Regions from separate parts of the Mus musculus genome. Here all the other regions are linked to region 3. A link is a contact called in public HiChIP or PLAC-seq and promoter capture Hi-C data. All regions are on one chromosome and are shown on one strand. Each heading gives the region's core, a stretch centred on a gene start, on an enhancer-like site or on the middle of the called end of the contact. The rest is flanking DNA. Distances are from core to core; before and after follow the strand shown. Region 1 holds the start of Eif4b (eukaryotic translation initiation factor 4B). Region 2 holds the start of Tns2 (tensin 2). Region 3 holds the start of Acvr1b (activin A receptor, type 1B). Region 4 holds the start of Soat2 (sterol O-acyltransferase 2). Region 5 has its middle 6.8 kb from the start of Gm41405. Region 6 holds the start of Krt18 (keratin 18). Region 7 holds the start of Atf1 (activating transcription factor 1).

What was found. Promoter capture Hi-C pulls out the DNA fragments that hold promoters and counts their contacts. HiChIP or PLAC-seq counts read pairs in DNA pulled down with a chosen protein or histone mark.
Region 1: a promoter capture Hi-C map of pre-B cells shows a contact between it and region 3, with 9 times the contacts expected there. The contact joins the promoter of Eif4b here to the promoter of Acvr1b in region 3. A contact is called at or near these places in 18 of 39 promoter capture datasets (the 3T3-L1 cell line, 3T3-L1-derived adipocytes, the C10 cell line and 12 more), 1 of 484 Hi-C or Micro-C datasets (B cells), 9 of 115 datasets of contacts at active chromatin or transcription factors (the 230-238 cell line, bone marrow-derived macrophages, embryonic fibroblasts and 3 more) and 4 of 9 other capture datasets (adipose tissue, embryonic stem cells, liver and 1 more).
Region 2: a contact with region 3 is called in a promoter capture Hi-C map of 3T3-L1-derived adipocytes, with 4 times the contacts expected there. The contact joins the promoter of Tns2 here to the promoter of Acvr1b in region 3. A contact is called at or near these places in 12 of 39 promoter capture datasets (the 3T3-L1 cell line, 3T3-L1-derived adipocytes, the C10 cell line and 7 more), 1 of 484 Hi-C or Micro-C datasets (bone marrow-derived macrophages), 2 of 115 datasets of contacts at active chromatin or transcription factors (fibro-adipogenic progenitors and kidney) and 3 of 9 other capture datasets (adipose tissue, embryonic stem cells and liver).
Region 4: a promoter capture Hi-C map of hippocampal neurons shows a contact between it and region 3, with 2.6 times the contacts expected there. The contact joins the promoter of Soat2 here to the promoter of Acvr1b in region 3. A contact is called at or near these places in 10 of 39 promoter capture datasets (the 3T3-L1 cell line, the C10 cell line, the HPC-7 cell line and 5 more) and 2 of 115 datasets of contacts at active chromatin or transcription factors (bone marrow-derived macrophages and pancreatic cancer cells).
Region 5: a contact with region 3 is called in an H3K4me3 HiChIP or PLAC-seq map of forebrain, with 6 times the contacts expected there. The contact joins the enhancer-like site here to the promoter of Acvr1b in region 3. A contact is called at or near these places in 4 of 39 promoter capture datasets (cranial neural crest, embryonic stem cells, hippocampal neurons and 1 more) and 3 of 115 datasets of contacts at active chromatin or transcription factors (embryonic midbrain, forebrain and pancreatic cancer cells).
Region 6: a contact with region 3 is called in a promoter capture Hi-C map of hematopoietic stem and progenitor cells, with 4 times the contacts expected there. The contact joins the promoter of Krt18 here to the promoter of Acvr1b in region 3. A contact is called at or near these places in 12 of 39 promoter capture datasets (the 3T3-L1 cell line, the SN4741 cell line, cranial neural crest and 5 more), 2 of 115 datasets of contacts at active chromatin or transcription factors (both in embryonic stem cells) and 1 of 9 other capture datasets (embryonic stem cells).
Region 7: a contact with region 3 is called in a promoter capture Hi-C map of pre-B cells, with 4 times the contacts expected there. The contact joins the promoter of Atf1 here to the promoter of Acvr1b in region 3. A contact is called at or near these places in 2 of 39 promoter capture datasets (the C10 cell line and pre-B cells), 1 of 484 Hi-C or Micro-C datasets (CD4 T cells) and 1 of 9 other capture datasets (liver).

Annotation. Positions count from the first base shown.
Region 1 is chr15:102,071,309-102,075,063 of GRCm38.p6, forward strand. It overlaps Eif4b (eukaryotic translation initiation factor 4B), which reads left to right and starts at 2,465. Exons shown (of 15, transcript NM_145625.3): 1 at 2,465-2,655. The coding sequence starts at 2,643.
Region 2 is chr15:102,101,194-102,104,545 of GRCm38.p6, forward strand. It overlaps Tns2 (tensin 2), which reads left to right and starts at 1,741. Exons shown (of 29, transcript NM_153533.3): 1 at 1,741-1,968; 2 at 3,337-3,352. The coding sequence starts at 1,894.
Region 3 is chr15:101,172,274-101,175,606 of GRCm38.p6, forward strand. Acvr1b (activin A receptor, type 1B) reads left to right here and starts at 1,799. Exons shown (of 9, transcript NM_007395.4): 1 at 1,799-1,962. The coding sequence starts at 1,872.
Region 4 is chr15:102,149,131-102,152,746 of GRCm38.p6, forward strand. It overlaps Soat2 (sterol O-acyltransferase 2), which reads left to right and starts at 1,445. Exons shown (of 15, transcript NM_146064.1): 1 at 1,445-1,582; 2 at 1,976-2,031. The coding sequence starts at 1,504. Igfbp6 (insulin-like growth factor binding protein 6) reads left to right here. Exons shown (of 4, transcript NM_008344.3): 4 at 50-382. The coding sequence ends at 172.
Region 5 is chr15:102,050,333-102,053,943 of GRCm38.p6, forward strand. No RefSeq gene overlaps it. Among named protein-coding and RNA genes, the nearest start is that of Gm41405, 6.8 kb to the left of the region's middle. Within about 2 kb of position 1,904, at least 147 of the 459 cell types and tissues checked have an H3K27ac peak or open chromatin away from gene starts, as enhancers often do. A contact at or near this core is called in embryonic stem cells, forebrain, hippocampal neurons and 1 more, where this site is marked.
Region 6 is chr15:102,026,572-102,030,278 of GRCm38.p6, forward strand. Krt18 (keratin 18) reads left to right here and starts at 1,645. Exons shown (of 7, transcript NM_010664.2): 1 at 1,645-2,103; 2 at 2,895-2,977; 3 at 3,252-3,408. The coding sequence starts at 1,708.
Region 7 is chr15:100,226,063-100,229,805 of GRCm38.p6, forward strand. It overlaps Atf1 (activating transcription factor 1), which reads left to right and starts at 1,797. Exons shown (of 7, transcript NM_007497.3): 1 at 1,797-2,020.

The sequences.
Region 1 (3,755 bases), core at 1,215-3,714, 900 kb after region 3:
TCAAGATGTAGAACTCTTGGCTCCTCCAGCTCCATGTCTGCTTGGACACTGCCATACTTCCACTATAATGGACTATACCTTAGAACTGCAGGCCAACCCTAATTAAATGTTTGCCTTTGTAAGAGCTGCCTTGGTCATGGTGTCTCTTCACAGCAATCCAAACTAAGACAAGTACTCATTGCTTTTGCCAAAGACCCAACTTTAGTTCCCAGCTTCCACATGGCAGCTTAAGACAGTCTGTAAGTCTGGTTCCTGGGGATCGGGTGCCCTTTTCTGACCTTTGAGGGCACCAAGCATGCACTAAAGAAAGGGCTAGATGTAGAGTTGTACACCTTTAATCCCAACACTTAGGAGGCAGGAGGATCTGGATCTCTATGAGTCAGCCTGATATACATAGCAAGTTCCATGCTAGACAGGGCTAAATAGTGAGACCTTTTCTCAAAAGCAACAAAATGACAGCGAGAAAGCAAAAGAAAGAAAGAAAGAGAGAGAGAGAGAGAGAGAGAGAGAGAGAGAGAGAGAGAGAGAGAGAGAAAGTGAGAAAGAGAGAAAGAGAGAGGTTTGGATTAGTGATTTGGCAGTGGGTTGCACACGGCCTTATAAAAGCTTATTTAGCTTTCATTCTAACACCCAGGAGGCAGAGGCAAGTGGATCTCTGGGAATTTAAAGCCAGCCTGGTCTACAGAGTGAGGTCCAGGACAGCCAAAGGTATGAAACAGAGAGACCCTGTCTCTCAAAAAAAAAAAAAAAAGTCTTATTTTGTCCATGTCAGTGTGGCCATGTTTCTCAGCAACTGTTCAGATCTCTCCTCCAGGAAGACGTGTGGCAGCCATATTCTGCATGCATTGCAGTAGACAAAGCCTTCAGGCAAGAAACCCAGCTAGGAAGTTAATACAGTGGTCAGGCTGAAAACCATTGGGGAAAAGCAATAGCAAATTAAAGGAGAGGGACTGGGTAGGTACGGCTATCAAACCTTGACAAATGATCTCGTTGTCTCTTTGTAGCCCAGTCTGATCTTCACTTGTTCTGTAGTCAAAGCTTGCCTTCCACTGATCTTTCTATCTCAATCTACCAAGCACGGTGATTACCACTTTTGTATGTGGTGCTCCATACTGAGCTAAGAAAAGTATTTCTGTCTTCTTGTTTTGTTTTTGTTTGGTTGGCTGGTTTAGGGGTTATTTTGTTTTGTTTAGTTTTGTTTTGAGACAGGGTCTGTGTGTATGTAGCCTTGGCTGACTTGGAACTGGATATGTAGACCAAATTAGCCTCAAACTCTCTATACATAGAGATTTGCCTTTGTCTGCCTTCCAACTGTAGGAATTAGAGATGTGTGCCAGCTGGGCATGGTAATGAATACTGTTAATCCCAGCATTCAGGAGGCAGAGATAGGTGGCTCTCTGAATTTAAAGTCTTGCCTGGTCTACATAATGAGTTCCAGGACAGCCAGTGCTATGTAGAGAGACCCTGTTTCAAAACACCAAATTAAATATAAGTAAATAAATTAATTAAGGGTATGTGCCACCATGCCTGTTTCTGCAAATCATTTTTTAAAGTATATTTATTTTTATTTTATGTGCATTGCTGTTTTGCTGCATGTATGTCTATATGAGGGTGTCAGATCCTTTGGAACTGGAGTTAGAGTTGTGAGCTGCCATGTGGGTGCTAGGAATTCTGGAAGAGTAGTCAGTGCTCTTAACCGCTGAGCCATCTCTCCAACCCCTGTTTTTATTTGTTTGTTTTTTGTTTGTTTTATGGTTTGTATGTTTTAGGGTCATAAAAAAATTTTAGGAGCTGGAATTGTGGCTCAGTGGCTAAGAATGTTCCCTGTTCTTGTAGAGGGGCAGGCCATCTGGAGTTGTACCCAACTGCCTTTTACTCTATTAGCCTACTTACCTGTAATGTTTATCATTTGTAGTATTTTATTCAAGGTAGTTTTAATCCCTTTTTATATCCACAAATGTCTGTTAAACAGTGCCTGGCACGTGGCTGGTGTTCAATAGTTTCACTTTTTGAAATATATATTTTTAAAAAAAATGAAGCATTCGCTGTAAGAAATGTGGCTAGCCACTCGGTGCTGGCCCTTGTCAGTCCATTGGAGGGTTAAATGAGGCAAAAGCCCATGGTTCAAATGTTACCTTCTTAATTGAAACCATTCTACGGAACATTATATTTTCTTTGTCTTTACAAAAAGTGATTTAAAAAGAAACTCAGAATCTTCCCTTCGGAAAAAATCAATTGTGGCACACCCATTCTAGATTCCAAGTCCACTCTGTTCCATAGAATCAGCAAGTGCGACCCCGCCCTTCGCGCCGATCCAGCACCCACAAGTCTGTGCGCCAGGAGACTCCGCCCCGGGCGCAGATCGGACCGGACGGCCGCGCCGGGCCCGACGTAAAGCGAAGGGTTTCGCGACAGCTCAGACTCCACCCCTTCGGCCACATGTCGCGCAGGTCTTCCCGTCGGACGCCGCGCCACCCCCTCGCGCTGCTTTACGAACCCAGCGCGGCGGCGGCGCCCCGCCTTCTGCCTCCGTCCTCGGCTCCCCGCCCCCTCCTGGTTTCACGTCTCCAAGCCCGTCGCGCCCGCTATAATCACGTGACTGCCTCATCCGGGTCCTTTGCGTTCTCTCTCCCTCTCCCAACATGGCGGCCTCAGGTGAGTGAGCGGCCGAGCGTGGCCAAAGACCAGGCTCGGAAACAGCCTCCGGGCTTGGTCCGCTCCTTGCTGGAGGTCGGGGGCAGGAGGCACCGGCTCCTTTCGGACCTGGGGGCAGCGGCAGGCTAGCGGCATGGCCGCTTGAGGTTACCGCCTCGGGATGTCTAGGGGGAGGGGAAGGCCTTCCCCTCCCCCTCACACCCTTTTCACCCCGTTGCGCGAGGTTGGAGTAGGCAGAAATGGTGGACCCTGCCTTCAATTGGAGGAGGCAGCACAGAGAGACGTGCGGGAGGCGCGAGGCTCTCAAAGGCGTGAAGCACCGCGCCCGCGCCAAGGCGCGGGTGGAGGAAGGAGGCGGTTGGCGCGCGGACCGGAACACATTGGGCCGGGTCTCCAAGGCGCGAGGCCGTTGCGGACCCTCGTGGGGGCGGGGGGGTGCAGTTAGAACGCGAGCGCGAGGCTGTGGAGGGGCCGATGAAAGCAGCGGTGCGCGTGCGCGGCACGGGCGACGAGGCGAGGTGGTGGAGAAGGCGCGCCTCAGAAACACGCGCTGCTGGACTCCAGATGGGAAGCCTGGATGGACCTGGCTTTTGCTCGTTTATGACCTTGTACTTTAAGCTTTAGTCGGTTTGGGAGCGTGGCACGGCCGCTGTACTCCCAAGCGAACGCATATTAGGTTTGGCCCCACTATAGTTGGGGGTAGGGAACCCAGGGTGCTCCCACGTGTTAGGTGCTGTAGGGATAGACACCTAGATTTCTCCTGTGCCTTTTTCTTTCCACCTCTTGATTCAACCAACAGTTTTTATTGAGTGCACACTATATGCCAGGCAGAGGTGGGGAAGGAAATCGGGGCGTTGCATTATATAGAACTTCCATTTTTTGGGTAGTTTTAGTGTCAGGATTCAGCTTTTGTCATTTTCCCAGATAACTGGGAAACTTCCAGAAGGTGCTATTAAAATAGTGGCTAGAGGTTCTGCGTGCGTTTGTTTGTTTGGTGGAATGTATATTCCCTGCATTGCAAGTGAGGTTTGTGGAGGTCGTTTCGGGTTTTGTTTTTTTGTTTTGTTTTGTTTTCCAAGTTTTTTGCTTTTTGGGTTTTT
Region 2 (3,352 bases), core at 491-2,990, 930 kb after region 3:
TCTCCAAACAAACCCAAGGCTTCAGAGTGAGAGGGGGCCCGGCTGGGGAGAATCAAAAGAGCTCTGGAATATTCCAGGCAGGAGGTGGGAGGTGAGGATCTGGTAATGCTGCCATTCCTCAGGCACTGTTTGCCCTCAGCTACTTTCAGAAATACTCCACACTCCCTGCGGTGGGGACGCGCAGAGCCAACTAGACACTTAACTTTCTAGATCTAGGTGGGCAGTGTAAGTTCAGTGAGGGCAGAGGCTGTTTGGGAACCTGTTCCAGAGGAAAAGACTTTCAGTCCCACCAGAGGTTGCAGATGTAGGCCCATGTACCATAGGAGCAGAGGGGAAAAAAAATTGATCAGGGGAGGCGCTGCAGTGATCCATCTTCCCCAGCAGGGCTGGGTGCGGAATCAGGACAGCCCCGGTTGCCCACCTGGCCATCGGCCTGGAATGTCCTGGGACACAGCCAGAACTCAGGTGGGGATTGCAGAGCCAGGGGCCCTCTCCAGTTACAGCACGGTGCCCCACCCCTTGCCACTCACAGGGCCTTCTAGCCAGGGTACACTGGCAACGATGGGCTTCCTAGAGAACAGGCATGCAGCGGGAAGAGGCCTCAGACTCTTCAGTCTGACAGGTCTTCTGAAGGATCCCTGGGGAGGACTAGAGCAGCCCTTCATCTGTCAGATGGGCGTGAGGCAGAAAGAGGAGAGTCCTGTGGGACCCTGCAAGAGGTGCCAGAACTGGAGGAGTTGCACTGGGACATTCAGTAAATACCATGCAAATGAGGGTGACACGGTGTACATTCTTTCAAATGACAGCTAGCTACAGCATTCCAAAGGCTGCTGTCTAGAGCTTGGGCTGGGAACCCCCAGGCTGTTGACCCTTGTTGTAGGAAGGTTGTTCCATCCTTTCCAAGGGCCCCATACACCTCCTTCCCTTGACTCCTGGGACAGGAAGTTGGCCCTATTCCCAGGAGGGAAGCAGGAGGCCCTAGAGAGGGTGGAGTATGTGTTGGGAGGGGGCCTCCTGTCCAGTCCTCGGGTCCAGTGACAGCCACAGAGGAAGGAGAGACAGGCCAGAAGAGCCATGAAGGTAGCGCTCAGATTCTGGTGGGCGGGTGGGGTCCCCAGTAGAACCTCAGGTGCAGGATCTGGGAGCTAAGCCAGGAACTGTGGGTTGTATCTGGAGAGGAGCAGCTGGGGTGTTCAGGAGGAACCTCCAGTGCTTTGGGTTACAGCAAGATGGACCATTCCTGTAAGCCCTTAGCCCTTCCCGCTGGAACTTGGCGTTGAGGAGGGTACTATAAGATCCTTCTCCCGTCTGACAGGGAAGTTAGCCCTCATCCCTAACTTTCTTTCACCCTGAGGATGTGGAGTGCTGGGCTGTCAGGGGTACTGGTTCCCAGCAACACTCCCTTCCCACAGGAAATCCCAAGGGAGCATGAGGGTTCAGGCTAGAGACTGGCCGGGGACACAGTGTTCTCCACTGGCCCTTGAGCCCTGCCCTGAGACCTGAATTCCCACCCTGTGCCACTGGCTGATTCCAGGGCTGGATCTCAGGACTGCAGACCCCCTGCACACAGTGGCCCACTGGGTGGGAGGCAGCTCCAGAGATGGGGAGAGCCAGAGATCTTAGGCTGACACTCCCAGCAGGGTAGATCCTGGGAATCTGATCTCCTGGCCTCCCCCACATCCTCCCCCACCCCACTTCCTGGAGCAGCGACCTGCCCCCTTCCCGCCTGCACTTCCCTCCACTTCCAGGGCCAGGCTTCTCCACACACCAGCCAGACAGCCTCCCCTCCACCCAAGGGAAGCGGCTGCCTCGGCAGGCTGCTTCCAGGAAGCCCCAGGCCAGGCCCCAGCATTGTTCAGGCCCTGCAGCCAAGAGTCCAGCCAGCCAGACACCATGAAGTCCAGCGGCCCTGTGGAAAGGTTGCTCAGAGCCCTGGGGAGGAGGGACAGCAGCCGGGCCACCAGCAGGGTAGGAGTGCCCACCAGCTGGGCAAAGGTGGGGCAGGGTGGAGGTGCGGACAAGGCGGGAGGGCCAGGATTCAGGCCAGACCAGACCCTCTTCCTAGTTTCAGCCTCTTCTCCTGGCTGGCTCAGCATCCCCCTCCTCTTTCTTTCGCCTGACCCCCTGAGGTGGCTAGGGTAGGGTAGCAGTGTGATTCTAGCATCTGTTTTGACTTCTCTGTGTATTTCCTGGCTTGAGCCTGGATAGGCCCCGAGGGTTCAGCTAAGAGCTCAAGCCCTGACCTCCGGGGGAAGCTTGAGGGAAAAGGTATGGGAAGAAGGCAATGAGGGAAGGGAGGGTGCCTTCTACTGACGTCATCTGCACACGACGTCATCATCCACAAGTGCGTCCAAGTGTCCTGGTGGGTCTCGCCCCCAGTCGTTAAGGGACCAACGCTGCTCCCATGTTATTCTCCTCTTCACACTACGGTGGGCAGATCCAGGGAGAGGAGGGGACAGCGGGAGCTTGAACACACAGCGGTGAAGAATGTGCAGTGGAGTGGTGGGAGGAGTGAGGGAGATTGTCCACAGACTCTAGATAGGAGGGATGAACTGGGGTGGGAGGGGTCAGAACTGCAGTGAAAACTTGCAGTGAGTAGGGACTAAGGGGGACCTGGACAACTGGTGGCAGCCCAGCCAGCCACTGACCTCACTACCTCTGGGTGGGGAGGGGGCATCCGGAGAACCTGGCCACCCCTGTCATAACATGCAGAGGCAGCGAGGCAGCTGCCTGTGTGTCCCCACTGCTATTCCTCCTTCCGAGCGAACGTCTTAGACAATTGCTGCCTGCCGCCTCAGTGCACAGAGAGTAAACATGTTGTTCTGACCGTGGGGGAGGGGGTCATATTAGCTGCCTGGAGCTTGGGGACACTGAGAGCCAGGGGCTCAGAACTGGCTGCAGTCAGTCTGGGTATTATGTGATAGTGCTTGTGTGTCCTGGCCGTCAGCTCACAGTATACAAGCCTCTTGTGGGGAGGGCAAGATGGGAGGAGAGTCAGACCCCCCACTCTGCCAAGATTCAGAAAGCCCTCACATTGGAAGTGGGGGTGTGTGTGACAAGGACATCACATAGCTCCGCCACGTGAGAAGTCCTGAGTGAACCCTTAGGGAGGAGTTGACCCAGCCAAGGTGACGCAAGGGGTCACATTCCAAGCCCTGTAGAGGACAGGCCTCATGACTACCCTGAAACAGCTGTGGCCAAGTGTGCCTTAGAGTTCACAGACTTTTGGCTGGAAGAGAGGGAAGCAGCATCGCTCTAAGGAAAGGTCCCTGCCCAGCCTTGGAGATGAGCCCACTAGGAACACATACCCCTATTTGTCTGTCATCCCACCCGCAGCCGAGGAAAGCAGAAC
Region 3 (3,333 bases), core at 549-3,048:
TTGATGGAACGTGGCCAAGTGATTTGGGGTTTCTAAGCTTCAGAGTAAACAGAGAATAAATTTGTTATGTAATGCCAACTTTGGTCCAGTGGCCCTCAGTACTGTTGGACCACAGCTGGGGGCCTAAAGGAGGATAGATACAGCATAGTTGGGTAGACCAGTAAGACAGACTTGGAGAAGTAGGCTACTTTTGGGGGGCAGGTCATGATTGAGGGTAAAAAGAATAAAAATGGTGGTGTTTATTTACCCAGCTATGCACTAAGCACCAGTTTGACTTTCTACTTGTGTGTGTTTGTGTGTTGTACCTGGGGAATGAGACCAGAAGTCCTGTTTTCCTTGGGTTCTTTGTGTTGGAGACAATTATAAGGTAAGATGTCAGAACAGCGCCCCCCACCTTTGTTTGTTTGTTGGTTGGTTTGGGTTTTTTGTTTGTTTGTTTGTTTTTGAGACAGGTTTCTCTGAGTAGTCCTGGCTCTTCTGGGACTCACTCTGTAGACCACACTGTCCCAGAACTCAAGAGATCTGCCTGCCTCTCCTCCCTCCCTCCTTCTTGACGGTCTTCTCTATCCCTTGGTCTCACACATGAAACTATCTATGACTTTGAAAGGCTAAGATGTTGCCTGTTTTCTCCTAGTTGGTTATCAGAAGCAGAATACAGATCCCAAAGTCTCTTGTGAGCTCTTCAGAAAGATACGGGATCATTTGCCTTTTATAAGTATTTCCTACTAGGTTTGAAAGTAATGTTTATCTGGAAACTATTTAGAAGTTACTGGAATACTTAAAGGAGAAACAAAAAATTATTTCAGCCTGCCTCTGTGGCACACACACCTTTAGACCCAGCACTTGAGAAGCAGAAACAGGCAGTTCTCAGTGAGTTTGAGGCCAGCCTGGACAACATAATAAGACTCTGTCTCAAAAACAAACTGAAAACCTTAGTAGTAATATTGAGTAATATCGTTCCCTTTTCTCCTACGCATACATGCATACATATCATCCACAAAAATTTATTGTAAAGGTTGGTGTTTACATTTTCATTTAACATGGAGTAACATTTCCTCGCGCCATTAGTTTTTGTAAACCGATTTTTAATCACTAGTGCTCCTTCACATGAGTGAGCCACAGTTTATCTAAGCTTCTATGATTGCTTCTCTAGTTTCCAGCTTTTTCCAATGATAAATAAGCAAGGGAACATTTTGCGTAAATATTTAGCCTCATTATTTCCTGAAGACAGACAGGAGGAAATGCCGGGCAAATGCAATGCGTTTTGTGAAGCTGTCTGATAGGTGCTGTCACATTGTTTCCCAAAATGGTTCTACCTGGCCAGCACCCTCACCAAGGCTGTCAGCCGTGCCAGCCTAGCTACATTTCGAAAACACAGACGCTCGCTCGCACAGGTAGTTGTGTCCAGCTCGCTGCAGCGGGAGGGAGCCTCGAGGGGACGCCGGTCAGGAGACTCTGGCGACGAACCCAGCGGGACACAACGGGCCGGAGGGTCGGGGCTGGGGGAAGGAAGGAGGACGGGCGCCGGCGCGGCCACTCCGCGGAGGGAGGAGGGAGACTGTCGGTCGGCGGACCCGGCCTCCCCCGCTTTCGGCTCAGCTCCGCACGGGTGCGCGAGGTTGGCCGAGGCGAGAGCCTCCGCCCCTTTAACAGGGACCCTCCCCTTTAAGGCGGGCGCACGCGCGCACCCGGCCCCGCCCTTCGGGGGCGCGCGCGGCGGCGGCCGCACCGGCTCCCGGGAGCTCACGTGCCGGCGCGGAGCGAAGGAGCCGGGCGCGCGCGGGCGGGCGGGAGGAGGGAGGGAGGGAGGGAGAGAGGCGCCGGGGGCGCGCGCGCGCGCTGGGCGCTGCTGGGCTGCGGCGGCGGTTACTATGGCGGAGTCGGCCGGAGCCTCCTCCTTCTTCCCCCTTGTTGTCCTCCTGCTCGCCGGCAGCGGCGGGTCCGGGCCCCGGGGGATCCAGGGTGAGTCCGGGGCGGGGATGGGGGGGGGGGGCGCGGGATACAGACGGCCAGGCGAGGCCTCGCGCTCGCCGTGGGGCTCGGGCGCGCCCCCTCCCCAGCCGCGCAATATGGCCGGGCGGGGGGCGCGGAGGGCCGGGGTGGCGCTGGGTCAGCCTTGGGGACCCGCGCGCTCTTCCAGACGGAGCCCGACCGGGGCGCCCAGGGGGTCGCGCCTCCTGCACCCTCCGCTCCCACCCCAGGCTTCCTCGAGATGTGGAGGTCCCTGGCTCCTGCCCTTCAGCGCGTCCGTGCGAGGGGGGTTATTCCCTGCCAGCAGATGCTCCTGGGGGCGCCTTTTCTCCCGCCAAGATTGTGGGGTTCGACGATGGGGGGCTTGTTTCTCCGATGTGTTCTGTTGCCGAGAGCCTATGCGTACCCTAGGCTAGGAGGGTAGGGGTCTCTAAGCCTCCCTTCATCATGGGGTGCCCCTACCCTCTTTCCCCTGCCACCCTGATGGTCTAGGCACCGGAGTCACATTCCCCCTTCTTTCGCTCAGCTCCTTGGGTTCTGCAGGGCACCCCCCTCCCACCCACCTCGGATATCCATGCCTGTAGACGCTGTTTGGAGGAAATGGGGCGAGCAGGCCCCTAAACCTTTTTGGAGATTGGCCTCAGAGCCATTCCAACCCTGTGAAAACCTAGTTCCCCAGCTGTTAATCTGAATCTAGGTGTATGTGTGTTTGCATGCCTCCTCACCTCCCCCACCCCGCCCCAGGGGGCCCATTCAGTTAATCACTCCGAGGATGCTTTTCAGGTGAGATCCTGAAAACTGCTTCCAACCCCCCCACCCCCAATTATTTAAAGACCCCCACGGTTGGACCGTCTCCCTGGCCCTTGGTCAGTACTTTTGCCTTGACACACAGTCCCTCCTCCCGGCACCCACCCTCCACACACACCCCTTACCTTCCAGCCTTAAGGGCCTTGTGTGGCCAGGCCCACCCCCACCTTTCCCAGTACAGAGGTGGAGACGTTTCTGTGGGACACTACACCGGCTGTGTTGTTTATGAGGCTTGTGAGGCTGGGAAGAGCCGGTGAAACCCTAAAATATTTCATCTGGTAGTATTCTCAAATGTGCTTTGGCATTGGGGTTACAGAAGAAGGTTATATTTGGCAGTTGCATCGAAGTGATTATTGACCCACAGATGGATATGGTGAGACAATTAGGGGTTGTATTTGCTGCTCCCATTGTACAAAGCCTTCTGCTTTGGCTTCTCAGCCGCCCCCAACCTTCCAGCAATGGAAGTTCGTGTGTGTGTGTGTGTGTGTGTGTGTGTGTGTGTGTGTCTGTCTGTCTGTCTGTCTGTCTGTCTGTCTGTGGCTCTAATCTGCACGC
Region 4 (3,616 bases), core at 195-2,694, 980 kb after region 3:
TTCCTGCTCAAAGCCTGGACCTCACCCTGACCTGCACCTCTCTCCCCAGTGTCGTTCCTCGCAGGGGAATCGCCGTGGCCCCTGCTGGTGTGTGGATCCGATGGGCCAGCCTTTGCCAGTGTCTCCAGATGGTCAAGGAAGCACTCAGTGCTCTGCCAGGAGCAGTGGGTGAAGCCCCGAGGGAGCCTCCAGGACGCCAGCAGGAACAGGGGGCTGTCATTTGAGCTGTATGTGAAGCAATGAATAACTCTGTGCCCCAAGACCCACCTTCACGCCCCACCCCATTGTCCCTGTCACCCTTGGGCCTTTACACAGCTAGTTAGAAAGATTGCTGTTGGCTTGTGTACTAATAAAACAGTATTGGGGGGGTGTCTCTGGCTTACGTCTCTGCGTCTGTCTCATTCAGATCTGGGGCCTCGTGCTCACTGTCTCCCATTGGTCATAGTGTTTCTACCTTCCCTGCAGAGCACAGCCAGCCTCTTCCATTGCCCTTGGAATACAGTAGACTGCCACTGCCACAGGCAGCAAGCCCTTTCTTTATCCTCACCCGGATACCCACCCGGAGCTCCCTTGTGGGACTGACTGAGATCCTGGCCTCAGTCCGAGATCACAGTGATTACAATCTTGCTTCTATCACTGACCTCTGGACTGATGGAGGAGGAGGATTAATAGTTAATCCCCAGCAGGAATTTGCCAAAGTGGAACTCCCAAGGCACTCACCTGCCCTACTGCCTACCAGAAAGAAACAAATGTGCTCAGGCTCTGTATGGTTTATCCAGACTACCTCCAGACTACCTTATTTGTGCTGGCAATCACCTGATGACGTAGGGACATTTTGTCCCATAATTTTTTTTTTTTTTCAGAAGAAGCTTAAAAAGTTTGGTCCACTTTCCTGAAGTTACATAGGTAGGCAAGGCAACCCCTGGCGCTATTTACTGTTGAATAAGTGTGTGTCTGCCCTTTCTGCTTATGTGGTAACCCAAGGTGTAGGGAAGAGCTGACACTGAGGGGCCTCGACCATCACACATGACACAAATAGAGCTCCTGACAAAAATATTGTTGCACACACATGTCACTACAGGCCTCATCCTGTGCCCTCAGAAAAATGACTACAAGGTACACGAAGATGTTTCTGGTCCCTCCCTGACCTTCAGTCTTGGTAGAGAGAGCCAGGAAGAGCCAAGCTATGTGATAAGCCTCGGGGAAGCAAAGTCCCCCTCACAACCTGATGCACAGACTCACTCCCGAAAGTGAAATAGCAATAGCGTGAAGCTGATCATAGTGGTTGTGGTGAGAGAGCTGTGAAAGCCACAGGCAGGGCCAGAGTATGAGAAACACTGCCTGCAGATAACCTATCTAACCCTCAACGGGGCTCCGGAAAGGACTTTAGTCCCTGGAGTTGTCAGATCTCTGAGTGGGACACAAGCTCTGTAGGTAGATTGAGAAAGAAAGAAAGGAAGAAGACAGACAACAGCTGTGTGCTGTCCGCTCTACACTGGCACCATGCAGCCAAAGGTGCCCCAGCTTCGGAGGAGAGAAGGGCTGGGAGAGGAGCAGGAGAAGGGAGCCCGTGGAGGAGAAGGTGAGCCGCCCTCCCATCCCCCACGCTCCAGACACTCAGGCGGGCCTGAGATGGGTGTGTGTAAGAGCTAGCCGCTAAGGCCACTTCCTTTCCTCTGGCTGTTCTGGGAAGCCAGAGAAGGCAGTTTCTGCCCTTTTCCCCCCAGCACGCGGACTGGCAATGGAGAAATGTTCAGAGCGTGGTTTGGCCTTCATTAGGGGTGAATGGAGTACTTCCTTGTTTTGGGTCCCCTGTTTCCAGCAATTGCATCAGGCTCTTTCTCGCCACTGTGTGTGTCACTTCCCTGGCTAGTGGCTCTACCCACGATTCTAAATATTGACTGGGAACGGAGGCTGTGAGCACACAGAACACCTAACTCCTCCCTAGTGAGTCCCCTTTGGTTCTTCCTCCTAGGGAACGCAAGGACACACGGAACCCCAGACTTGGTGCAATGGACTCGACATATGGAGGTGAGGGATCACGGCAGTCATAAAGGACAGGCTGGGGATGTGGCTAAACTTGTAGAGTGCCAATCTACCTGATGCGCAGCACCACATAAAACTGGTGTGATGGCAACTGGTGTGATGGCAACTGGTGTGATGGCATACAGCTGTAATCCTAGCACTTGGGAAGTAGAGACCAGGTGATCCGTAGTTTGAGGTCACCCTTGGCCACACAATAACATCCAAACCAGATTGGGCTACAGAAAACCCTGTCTAAGAAATAAAAAGTAGCCAAGGCAGTTGTGGTACATGCCTTTAATCCTAGCACTTGGGAGACAGAGGCAGGCCTGGTCTACAGAGTGAGTTCCAGGACAGCCAGGGCGACACAGAGAAACCCTGTCTCAACAAACAAACAAACAAACAAACCCCCCCAATCATTATTTATCTAAGATTTATTTATTTATTTATTTATTTATTTATTTATTTATTTAATGTATATGATACACTGTAGCTGTCTTCAGACACACCAGAAGAGGGCATCAGATTCCATTACAGATGGTTGTGAGCCACTGCTGGGAATTGAACTCAGGACCTCTGGAAGAGCAGTCAGTGCTCTTAACCACTGAGCCATCTCTCTAGCCCTATTATTATTATTATTATTATTAGTAGTAGTAGTAGTAGTAGTACTGTGTCTATGTGTGTCTGTCTGTGTGTGTCTGTGCATTCCTCTGTGTGCATCTGTGTATCTCTCTGCGTGTGTGTGTGTGTGTCTGTGTGTATATGTCTGTGTGTGTCTGTATGCGTGTATCTGTCTCTGTGTGTGTCTGTATGTGTGTATCTGTCTGTGTGTGTGTATGTCTGTGTGTATCTGTGTGTCTGTATATGTCTGTGTAATTTTTAGAAGTCAGCTCTCTCCTTCCACTGTGAGTTCATGATCAAAATCAAGTCACAAGGTTTACATAGTAAATTATTTTACCCACTGGAATATCTTAGCAGCCGCAGCTTTTGTATAAATATTCAAAAACCTCACTTAAATTGTCTGGTAACATTGTTTGGATAATGCCAACCTAGATTTCTTTCCCCTATCCACAATTTTTTTTCAATTTTTATTAGATATTTTTTCATTTACATTTCAGATGCTATCCTGAAAGTCCCCTATACCCTCCCCCTGCCCTGCTCCCCCACCCACCCACTCCCACTTCTTGGCCCTGGCGTTCCCCACACACACACACTTAAGATAAATAATCTGTTAGGTTTGCTTACAACTATAAATTAAAAAGAACTGGGCTTGAGCCGGGTGTGGTGGCGCATGCCTTTAATCCCAGCACTTGGGAAGCAGAGGCAGAGGCAGGTGGATTTCTGAGTTCGAGGCCAGCCTGGTCTACAGAGTGAGTTCCAGGACAGCCAGGGCTACACAAAGAAACCCTGTCTTCAAAAACCAAAAACCAAAAAAAAAAAAAAAAAAAAAAAAAGAACTGGGCTAGCTGGGCGGTGGTGACACATGACTTTAAACCCAGGACCTGGGAGGCAGAGGCAGTCGAAAGTCTGTGAGTCTGAGGGCAGGGCTACACGAAGAAAGCCTGTCTCCAAAAACCAAAAAAACAAAAAAACA
Region 5 (3,611 bases), core at 654-3,153, 880 kb after region 3:
AGCCCTGGCTGTCCTGGAACTCACTCTGTAGACCAGGCTGGTCTCGAACTCAGAAATCCGCCTGCCTCTGCCTCCTGAGTGCTGGGATTATAAACCCAAATGTTGAGCTCCTCATCCATGCCGATGTCGTGTGATATTGTGCTATAATTCCCCCCAGGTGTAACCATCAGGTCTGGAACTGCAGAGATGAGACAGGAGGATTAGGAGTTCAAGGCTAAGCTTAGCCTATGTAGTGAGTTCAGGCCCCTCTTGGGCTAGAGTGAAACCTATTTAAAAATAAAATAAATAAAAATTGGAGAAAAACTGGGTAAAAAAGTACATGGATCCCTGTTTTACCTCCTACAACTGCATAATTCTCTTTACAATGATGTCAAACTGCAATTTTAAACAGGATAGCAGAAACTGTTGGGAGCCGACTCTTAGCAGAAAGCGGCTATCATCTCTGCAGCCATCTTGGGCTATTTACTTACAGGTTGGAACTTTTCCACCCTGACGAGAGACTTGTTTTCCTAGCATGATGTTTTTGCAAGAAGCCCACCACACGCTGATAACATCTTGGTTTTCTCCTACACATCCTGGACCTGTGGTTACGTGTCTCCAGCTGCACTCCCTGACTTATGCTTATATGCCCATAGTTGCCTTTCAATAAAAAGACTTGAGACTTGATCAGATAGCCTGTCTTGTCTCCATTCTTCCAGTCTCTTGTTCCTCAGTCCCCACTCTCTCTCTCTCTTGCAGACACCATTGACTGACCTGCGGACCAAGAAACCGCAAGTTAAGAGCATTCGTATCAACATTCCAGAGGACCTGAGTTAGATTCCGAGCACCCACCTCAAGTGGCTCACAACTGCTTGTAACTCCAGCTCCAGAGCATCTGAGGTCCTCCATGGACACACACACACACATACACACACACACACACGGACACGGACACGGACACGGACACACACATGTGACACACACATATAAACACATATACTCATATACAAGATGGCTCAACAAAGGTGACTAGTCCCAAGTCTGACAACCTAAGCTCCCTCCAGGGACCCTCGTAGTGGATAGATTCCCAACTGCTCAAGTTTGTCCTCTGACCTCTATACATGCACCAAGGCCTATGTACACAGACACACACACACACACAAATAGATAAATGTAATTTAAAATGTTTAATAGTAAAAATGAAAATATATAAAGATTTTGTATTTATCACATACCCCCAGCTTGTGAGGCTCGAACTTACAGACTTTGTCAAACTATAACAGAATTTGTGTTTGAGACAGGATAGCTTGCTCCCTAGGCTGGCCTTGAACTGGCTATGTTACCAAGGAGGACCCAGAACCTATCCTCCTGGTTGCGCATGCTGGGGGTGGGAGGATGGGATTTTCATTCGTGTGCCACAAGATTGATTTAAAAACAAAAAACAAACAAACAAACAAAAAAACCCGACCCTTACATGAGCACGCACTCCAAAATTATTTAATTCTTCTTTGGGTAATTATGATAACAAAGAGCTCCCACGAACTTTTCTTGGGAAATTGGTGTGGGGTTGTTGGAGCGCAAGACTCGAAGGTTCTCTCCAGTCCAAGAGCTATCTGGAAATCAGAAGATCCTTCCAGCTAGGGACTGTCGGGAAGCGAAGAAAGGAGGCGCAGAAAATGTGCCCCGAATTCCAATAGACTCAATGAGACCAGGAGCCTGGAGTTGCTGAGCTGCGGCAGCGGGGGGGGGGGGGGGGCGCGGGGGGGAGCGCGGGGGGGCATTTGGATCACGGCATCCATGCGCCACCTTCTGACTACAGAGCATGCGCAGCTGAGCCGGGAGGCAACCCGCCCACCATGCACCCCGTACCCAGAGTCCCAGGACGCGGTGAGGCAAAGGGAGGGCAGGCAGAAACGCGGCTTCCCCACGCGGTTTGGGTCGGGACTGACTGAGCATGGCGCAGAGCCCAGGCTGCTCTTTAAGCAGGTGCGCCCTTCCAGCCCCGCGGCCTCACTCCAGCTCAGCTTGGGTTCAGCACCTTTCTTATCGATCATTTTGGCAGTGGCTCCCACCTGGGCACAAGCCCGTTTTCTCTTCCAGTTCCTCGTTGCCCCTCAGCGGCGCCCAGCCAAGAGTGGGGCTAGTGAGAGGTAATCCCATCACTTCCACGTGTAACCCCAGCACTTCAGACAGACAAGTAAATCTCAAGAGCTGCCTGGCCACCCAGCCTAGTCAGGCAGCTCCAGACCCTGTCTCAGGAAACAAACAAAACAAAACAAAAAGCAAGTGAATGGGCTAGAGAGATGGCTTTGCTTGGTGGTTTTGAGCACTTCTTGCTCTAGCAGAGGATCCAGGCCTTAACCCCAGCACCCACAACTTTCTATAAATCCACTTCCAGGGGATCTGCCACCCTCTTCTGACCTCCATGTGGTGAACATACATACATGCAGGCAAAATATCCCTACACACAAAATAAGTCTTTAAAAAGTGGAGGAGGCGGGCTGGAGAGATGGCTTAGCGGTTAAGAGCACCAACGGCTCTTCGGAAGGTCCTGAGTTCAAATCCCAGCAACCACATGGTCTGAAGACAGCTACAGTGTACTTACATATAATAAATAAATCTGAAAAAACAAACAAACAAACAAAAAGTGGAGGAGGGTAGCAAGTCAGGCTGTGGTTGCTCATGCCTTTAATCCCAGTACTCAAGAGACAAGGCAGGCGGATCTCTGTGAGTTTGAGGCCAGCCTGGTCTACAGAGCGAGGTCTAAGACAGCCAGGACTACACAGGGAAACCCTGTCTCAAAAAAACAAAAACACAAAAAGAGAACATTGACTCCTAGGGAACAAAATTTGAGATTGATCTCTGGCCTCCATATAAACATGCATACAGGGCTGGAGAGATGGCTCAACGGGTAAGAGCATTGACTGCCCTTCCAGAGGTCCTGAGTTCAAGTCCCAGCAACCATGTGGTGATCCACAACCATCTGTAATGAAATCTGACGCCCTTTTCTGGTTTGTCTGAAGACAACTACAGTGTACTTACATATAATAAATAAATAAATCCTTTTTTAATTACTTTTTTTGGTAAAATGCATAGAAAAAAGTAAGGTATATCAGGTGAGAATATATCTTGTGTGAAAAAACAAATTATTATTCTTTTATGAAAATACATATGTGTATATTGTATATACATACATTTGTATATTTCATTTTACTTTATGTGTATGAATATTTGCCTGCATGTGTGTTTATGCACCACATGAGTGTCTGGCTCCTGATGTAAGTCAGAAGAGCGTATCAAATCCCCTGAAACTGGAGTTACAGATGGTTGTAAACCAGTATGTGGGTGCTGTGAACCAAACCCAAGCCCTCTACAAAACCAAGCCGTCCTAACCATGGAGTCATCTCTCCAGCCATAATGTTTTGTGTACTTTAATTTTAAAACATTTAGAATCCCCAGGACAGGCTGAAAGTGTAGCTCAGTGGTAGTTCTTGTCTCATGGGTTCATGGTGCTGACTTCCACCCTGGTGCAGGGGGCAGGGCAGGGGGGACGGGGCATCAACGCAGAGTGCTCAGTTCTCTCCTTTGTTAGGTCTCATCTGGATCACATAACCTGTTCTTCCTGCTGCCTC
Region 6 (3,707 bases), core at 395-2,894, 850 kb after region 3:
TTCCCTCTAGTCTGATCTGCTGACCTAGGTTCTTCGTAGCCCCTCCCCCTCCCCCTTGCTCTTCTGATTTTACTTTTCTGTGTGCTCGCACTCACACAGTCAGTTCAGCTGGCCGCTCGCTCGATAAGGATCAATAGGTCCACTCCAGAGCAAAGAGCATGGCCACAGGTATAGCAAACACCAAGTCCTGCCGGAAAAACGGGCTCCTGGTGCTGACCGATTCCAACCTCAGGGTTTCTCCCTCCTCATTCAGCAGGAGTGGTCATCCAGCTGGCGAGGAGGGGGTGCGGGGGTGCAGAGGGGCTCTTTCCCCCAGAAAACAAGCTGGAAAGCCAGAAAGCATTATAAAAATTGACCAGGAAGGACCGAAGAAAAGGCCCGGGGAGCAGGAGAAGGGGACAGATGCAAGGGGGTGGCAGAGGTTGAGGTGGGGGATGGAGAGGCAGGCAATCTGGTTCAAACTTAGCTGTTTCTACATATCTGGTCTATGGACTCAGACCCCAACCTGTCCAGACACAGTATAATCTACAGGAAGGACAGTGGTTCTCTCTTCCTTGCTGTTCCCATAGCTACTAGAAGGTGTCTAGCAAATACTGGTTAAATCTATGTGCTCTTGGGTTGGCTGTGTTCTCAGCTGGTAAAGTGGTCTGCCTGAGGAGTATGAGGCCTTGGGTTTGGTCCTCAGCACCCTGTAACCTGAAAGTGATGGAGTCTCATGCCTGGGATCCCAGCACTTCAAAAGTGGGACGGGAAGATCAGGAGTTGAAGGCCATCCTCAGCTACATGGAAAGTTCAAGACCAGCCCGAGCTACATGAGACCCTGTCTCAAAAAAGAAGGAGGAGGAGGAGGAGGAGGAGGAGGTAAATGGTAGGTGTCCAGACATAGGGATACCTCTTCTACATAATCACAAAGGCCCCGATAAAGCCTCCAGGGAATGAGTTGAATGAGGACATGTGTACCCACGCGTTTGAGGATATGTATTTCCACGGTTCCCTATGGAGCCACAGCAGTGTCTTGGAACCATGGGGCCGGAGCAGAAAAACCAAGAGACCTGCCCTCAGGTTCGTGTTTCTCTTCTTTTTGAGCTCCCAATTTTCTTTCCCCAGGATTCCTGGGGTTCTAGGACTGCCCCCAGACTTAAGCTGGCGACATGCCACAAAATCTTCACCCTAGTGAACCCCTCTTCTGTCTGTGTAAATGGAGTTTGTTTGTTTGTTTGTTTGTTTGTTTGTTTTCGAGATAAGGTTTCTCTGTGTAGCCCTGGCTGTCCTGGAACTCACTCTGTAGCCCAGGCTGGCCTCGAACTCAGAAATTCGCCTGCCTCTGCCTCCCAAGTGCTGGGATAAAGGCGTGCGCCACCACGCCCGGAATAAACGGATATTTAAAACGCCATTTTTTGCCCTGAAAACAGACACTCAGGGGCTAACACCACCTGCTATCCTTTGTGCACCCCTTAGTTATCCACTCCCTGTGTCGGTGAGGATGGCAGGTATGCTGAGGGCGTGTGCAGAAGTGGAGAAGGGCTGCGACCTGTTAGGTCACAGGAATCCCGATCCTGGCGCCCCCGGCTCCGGTGGCTGGGGCGTGGCCTGCTGGGGGAGGTCCCTACCTCCTCCCGCGGCGATATAACAACAGGTCGAGGACTGCCACCCTCCGCGGCGGAACTCCTGTTCTGGTCTCTCGCTTCGCTCTCCTCTCCAGACAAGATGAGCTTCACAACTCGCTCCACCACCTTCTCCACCAACTACCGGTCCCTGGGCTCTGTGCGAACTCCCAGCCAGCGGGTCCGGCCTGCCAGCAGCGCAGCCAGCGTCTATGCAGGTGCTGGGGGCTCCGGGTCCCGGATATCCGTGTCCCGCTCTGTCTGGGGTGGCTCTGTGGGGTCCGCAGGCCTGGCGGGAATGGGTGGAATCCAGACCGAGAAGGAGACCATGCAAGACCTGAACGATCGCCTGGCCAGCTACCTAGACAAGGTGAAGAGCCTGGAAACTGAGAACAGGAGACTGGAGAGCAAAATCCGGGAACATCTGGAGAAGAAGGGGCCCCAGGGCGTCAGAGACTGGGGCCACTACTTCAAGATCATCGAAGACCTGAGGGCTCAGGTAAGGGGCCTAAGGGGGGAGGGGCAGTAGCTCCGGGCTGTTCTGTCTATCCAGTGTGCCCACACCCCCAAACTTGAATAGAGTGTGGGCTGTTGACTCCCTCCACTCTTTCCACATTCACCACATCCCCCCACACACACTCTATGGGACGGAGTTAGGAATACTCTGGACTCTCACCCACAACCTGTAGGAATTCCAAGCGTAGTGGTTACACACGCGAGCCGGCTTCCCCCAAGCAGTGTAGTGGGAAGAGAACAGGATTGGAAAAAAAATAAAATAAAAAGGTGTGTGTGGGGGAATCATAAAATGAACTCAGACACTCACTTCTTTTCCAGTAGGAACAGTTAGAGGGTTAAGCGGATGTGGCTAAGGCTGAGTCATCTAGGAGTAAACAGGAGCTTACCTGTAGGAGGGGCCAGCGGGACAAGTGGGGGGGGGGGGCGCGTCCCAGGACGGGGGGGGGGGGGGGGGTTAGCAGGTGCACCTGGAGAAGATGCCAGGAGAGGATCAGAGAAATCTTGTTGGAAGCTGCTCTTTTGTAAGCAATCCAGATAGTGCAGGCCCTGGCAGAGGGGCAAGGAATCCAGGAAGGGAGAGGAGGCTCAGGTGGGAAGGGAAGACAGAAATACACGCCTCTGACTGTTCCTGGGACTGGGATGGATTCACTGAAACACAAGACGTGTTTTCTCATCCCCCACTTCTCCACACACACACACACACACACACACACACACACACCCTCATGTGACCCGGAACTCTCAAAGCGACTCTCTCCACTTTAATCCACCCAGATCTTTGCGAATTCTGTGGACAATGCCCGCATCGTCTTGCAGATCGACAATGCCCGCCTTGCCGCCGATGACTTTAGAGTCAAGTAAGTCCGGGGCTGCAGCTGGAGCTAAGAATGGCCTACTCCCAGAACTGTATTAGAGTAGGGTTCCTTCCTTTCCGAAGTTTATTCAGGTTAGGGTTCATTGACTACTGAGTTAGCTCTTCATCTGTGCAGCCCAGTTTAAGCAAACGCTCCAAGGCCAAGAATCGTGCTAAGGGAATGACTCCGTGACTGTTTATGGTGGGCACGGGGCTAGTCTATGGAGGTGGCACTGGTTGAGAAGGTTCAGGCCCTCTGATCACCTCCACTCCTTCAGGTATGAGACAGAACTAGCCATGCGCCAGTCTGTGGAGAGCGACATCCATGGACTCCGCAAGGTGGTAGATGACACCAACATCACAAGGCTGCAGCTGGAGACAGAAATCGAGGCACTCAAGGAAGAACTTCTGTTCATGAAGAAGAATCATGAAGAGGTAAGCCGGGCCACTGACCAGGCCTAGGAGCTAAGGGCCAAGACTAGGCGGGCCAGGCTGCCCCCAAAGCAGCCTAGCATGGAAGCAGAAGCCCCGGCTGTTAGCCTGTTTTGATTAAGAGCAGAGCCATTGGCTCACACATGTTCTATGGCTCACCTAAGTTACACTATTGAGAGTCAAGATAACATTAAGCCAGTTAAGGCCTGGCTTGTGCATCACTACCTCCTGGAAAGCTGAGACAGGAGGATTGAGTTCAATGCCATCCTGTCTTAGTCTAGTAAAACAGAGATTGTGTGAGT
Region 7 (3,743 bases), core at 547-3,046, 950 kb before region 3:
GAAGAGGCAAAGAGCCAAGAGAGATGGCCAAACTGGCAGGATTTTTGGAACTCAGAAGCTGGGGGAAGAGAACTGAAGGCCCTCAGCCTGGGTTTAGGGTAGGGGGTTGGTGTGTGCTAGAGAAGAGCAGATTGTGAGCCTGGCTACCAGCCTGTGCTTTGGCATGCTAACAGACACCACAGTTAGCCATTTGTCCTGGGTTTCTTTGGGACCTGACAGCAACCATTTGTAATTCTAACTCCAGAGGATCCAACGCTCATTTCTGGATTCTGAAGAAACCTGTGCGCATACCATTCCCCATCTGAGACACACAGACACACAAAATTTACAATAATATATTTAAAAAGCAAACACTTGAAAGAAAGGATGAATGTATAGAAGTGTTTGGAGGGGGGAAAGAGCTGGAGAGATGGCTCAGTGGTTAAGAGCACTGACTGCTCTTCCAGAGGTCCTGAGTTCAATTCCCAGCAACCACATGATGGCTCTGTAATGGGATATGATGCTCTCTTCTGGTGTGTCTGAAGACAGCTACATAAAAAATAAATATAGGCCGGGCGTGGTGGCACACGCCTTTAATGCCAGCACTTGGGAGGCAGAGGCAGGCGGATTTCTGAGTTGAAGGCCAGCCTGGTCTACAAAGTGAGTTCCAGGACAGCCAGGGCTATACAGAGAAACCCTGTCTTGAAAAACCAAATATATATTTATATGTGTGTACACACACACACACACACACACACACACACATATATATATCTTTAAAAGAAAAAATAAAGGTTTGGAGGGAGGAAAAGAGAGAAATGATAATATAATCTCAAAAAAAGGACCCCTTTTAAAAACACTATGGGTGATGGAATGACTGCTGCTGGCCTGTTGTTCAGGCCAGGCTGGTATCTGCAAGCTTTCCCCCGACCTTACTTTGTAGGTCACTTTCCATAATGTTGAGACTCTGACTTAGTGTTGTACTTTCCATAGTTTTTTAAGACAGGCTTTCTTTGTATAGCCTTGCCGGGCCTGGAACTTTCTATGAAGATAAGAGATAGCACTGTGCCTGCCAACCCAAAGTGCTGGGGTCAGAGGCACAGCTGACCACGCCTGGCAATTTCCATAAATTTGATAGCGACTCCAGAGAGGTTGGGTAACTAGCCTAATCAGTCAAAACCCGAGTACTTCTATTTAAAGGTAGTCATCGGCCTTAGCTTTATTGGGCAATATTTGCTGAATCACGGTGCCTGGAGTCTAATAAGCCCTTCTAAACGCTTCAGTTTTACATCACATCGTATGTTCTGAAGGCTCAAAACCAAAGTCTTCACTCACCCAGTTATTAGGAGGGAAGGTGTCAAATACAACTTCTCAAAACATTTGATAATGCACTTTGTAGAGGGCATGCTAAAAACAAGCAAGCGAGCGAGCAAACCGCTATGATGCCCTAGCAGAACCTTGCCAAGGCTGAGATAAAGGCATCTGTATGAAGGTCAACTCCCCACAAGGACATGCTAAGTCCTTTCCGAAGCACTAAGATGGCAGCGCAAGGTTTTACAGTTACTTAAACAGAGCAGGTAGCCGAGGGTCAGCTGTCCCGCCCGCGAGAGAGGGAGGTCAGGACCCCGCGCCATTGCCCCAAGATCCCCGGAGCTCCCCCAGCGTCCCCGTGGCGGCCCGCGCGCTCCCGAGCTCGCCAAGATGGCGGCGCTCACGTGACCACGCGGTGACGCAGCACGCCGGCGCGCAGGCCACGCCCCTCCCCACGCTCCCGCGCACTCCTCGGCCGCCCCCCCCCCCCCCCCCAGCCCCGGCCCCCGGCCTGTGCGGATCATGCCGCCTGCGACGCCCCTCGCGGCCGGGAAACGGTAGCCGCGACGGTTGGCTCTCGAGTTACGCTCTCCTCCCGCACCCCGCCGACCCCTGGGACGCGCGCCACCTCGCTGCGGTGCGCGGCTGGCAAGTGAGGAGTAAAGTCGGCGCCGCCTGGGACGGGGGAGTGGAGCTTCCTGCCCCGGGCAGCGGCCAGGCGGCCCCGCGGGTGAGTGGGGCGCGGCGGAGCGCGAGGCGGCCCGGGCGGGAAGGCGGCGCCGGCGGGGACGCAATGGCGGCCACGCGCCGGCCGGGGGTCGCGCGCGGCTCGGCGGGCGGTGGGGGAGGGGCGCGGTGGGGGTGGGGCCGGCCGCGCGCTTCCGGTCGCGCGCGTCCCGAGCGCCCGGGCGTTAGGCTCCCCTCGCCTCCGCGGGGCGCGTTGGGAGAGGCGCCCCGGGCCTCCCGCGCTCCTTGGCTCGGCCCGCGCCGCATGGAGGCGGGAAGAAAAGCCGAGCGGCGGCCTCCGGCAGGCTGCAGACGCCGCGGCCTTGGGCTCCCGCCTCCATGACTGGGAAAACCGAGGCAACCCGCCCTGTGGCGGGGCACGGCGTTCCTCTCCTTCCGGGAGTCTCGCCGCTGGCCGCCTAAGTTATGATAGAAACTTAAAAGAGTCTCGGTAGCCGCCTTTTCTTTTTGAGACGGGATTTGTTGCGAAGAGTTCATGGTGCAGGACTTCCAGACGCGGTCGCCGGGTCCGGTTTATTATAGCGTTTTTAGTTTTGCCTGAGACAGGGCTTACCAAACTGGCCTTAAATAAATTTATATATACATACACACACACATACATACATACATACATACATACATAGTCCAGGTTGGCTTCGAACACGGCTTATGTTAGGATTTTTTGTTTGTTTTTTTGTTTTTCTTATATGAGTACACTGTAGCTGTCTTCAGACACTCCAGAAGAGGGAGTCAGATCTCATTACAGATGGTTGTGAGCCACCATGTGGTTGCTGGGAATTGAACTCAGACCTCTGGAAGAGCAGTCAGTGCTCTTAACTGTTGAGCCATTTCTCCAGACCTTCAACATCTTTTTCAAGGAAGGAAGCTAAGACGCCTTTTCCTCACTCACCAGCTGAGAAGTCTCTGTACTTGATATTTATTGATATTTACTGTTCACTCGTGACAGTCTGCTGGTCACTGAGCACACTTTACTGCAGACAGGCACTGCCTTTAGAGAGCTTAAAGCTGGGAGAAACAGGCAGGCTAGTAAACATAGCTGTTAAGTAATTCAGAGATAACGAGCCAGGCAAGACAAATGTATTAAAATAGGACCTGATCCAGGCGTAGTGGCACAAGCCTTTAACCCCAGCTCAGGCGGCAGAGGCTCTAAAGACCAAACCAACCTCCTACCCCTCACCCAGGAAGGAAAGAAAACCACAGGACTTGGTACAGTAAGGAATGGCAGTAAGAGGTATTGCTGGGCCAGGAATGGTGGTGGACACAGCCTAGCTTCTGGGTTTTTGCATCCTAATGTGAGATCTGAAGTAAATACAGTTTCTTTAGGTCTCATCACCACAAAAACAAATCTCTTCTCTTGATATTTCACGTAGAAAGTCGCTTTCTTTGTAGGATTTATTAAAAGCACCTTGCCTTGGGCTAGGGATGTAGCCTGCTCTGTAGAGGACCTGGGTGTGTTGGCAGGTTCTGCTTAATTGAGGCAAGCGGGGATGTCTGGAGAGTCAAGTTCAAGAAAGGTCACCCTCTGCTATGTATCAGGTTTTGAGGCCAATCTGGGCTATAGAAGACCCTGTCCTAGGAGGGCAGTGCCTTGCCTTGTGTGTGACAGCCATCCATAGCCTGCGGACTTCTCCGTTTCCAGCATCTTGTTGGTGATGCATTTGGACTGCATTTCATTGCCTTCCTGATTCTGCCCAACTGTGCATCAT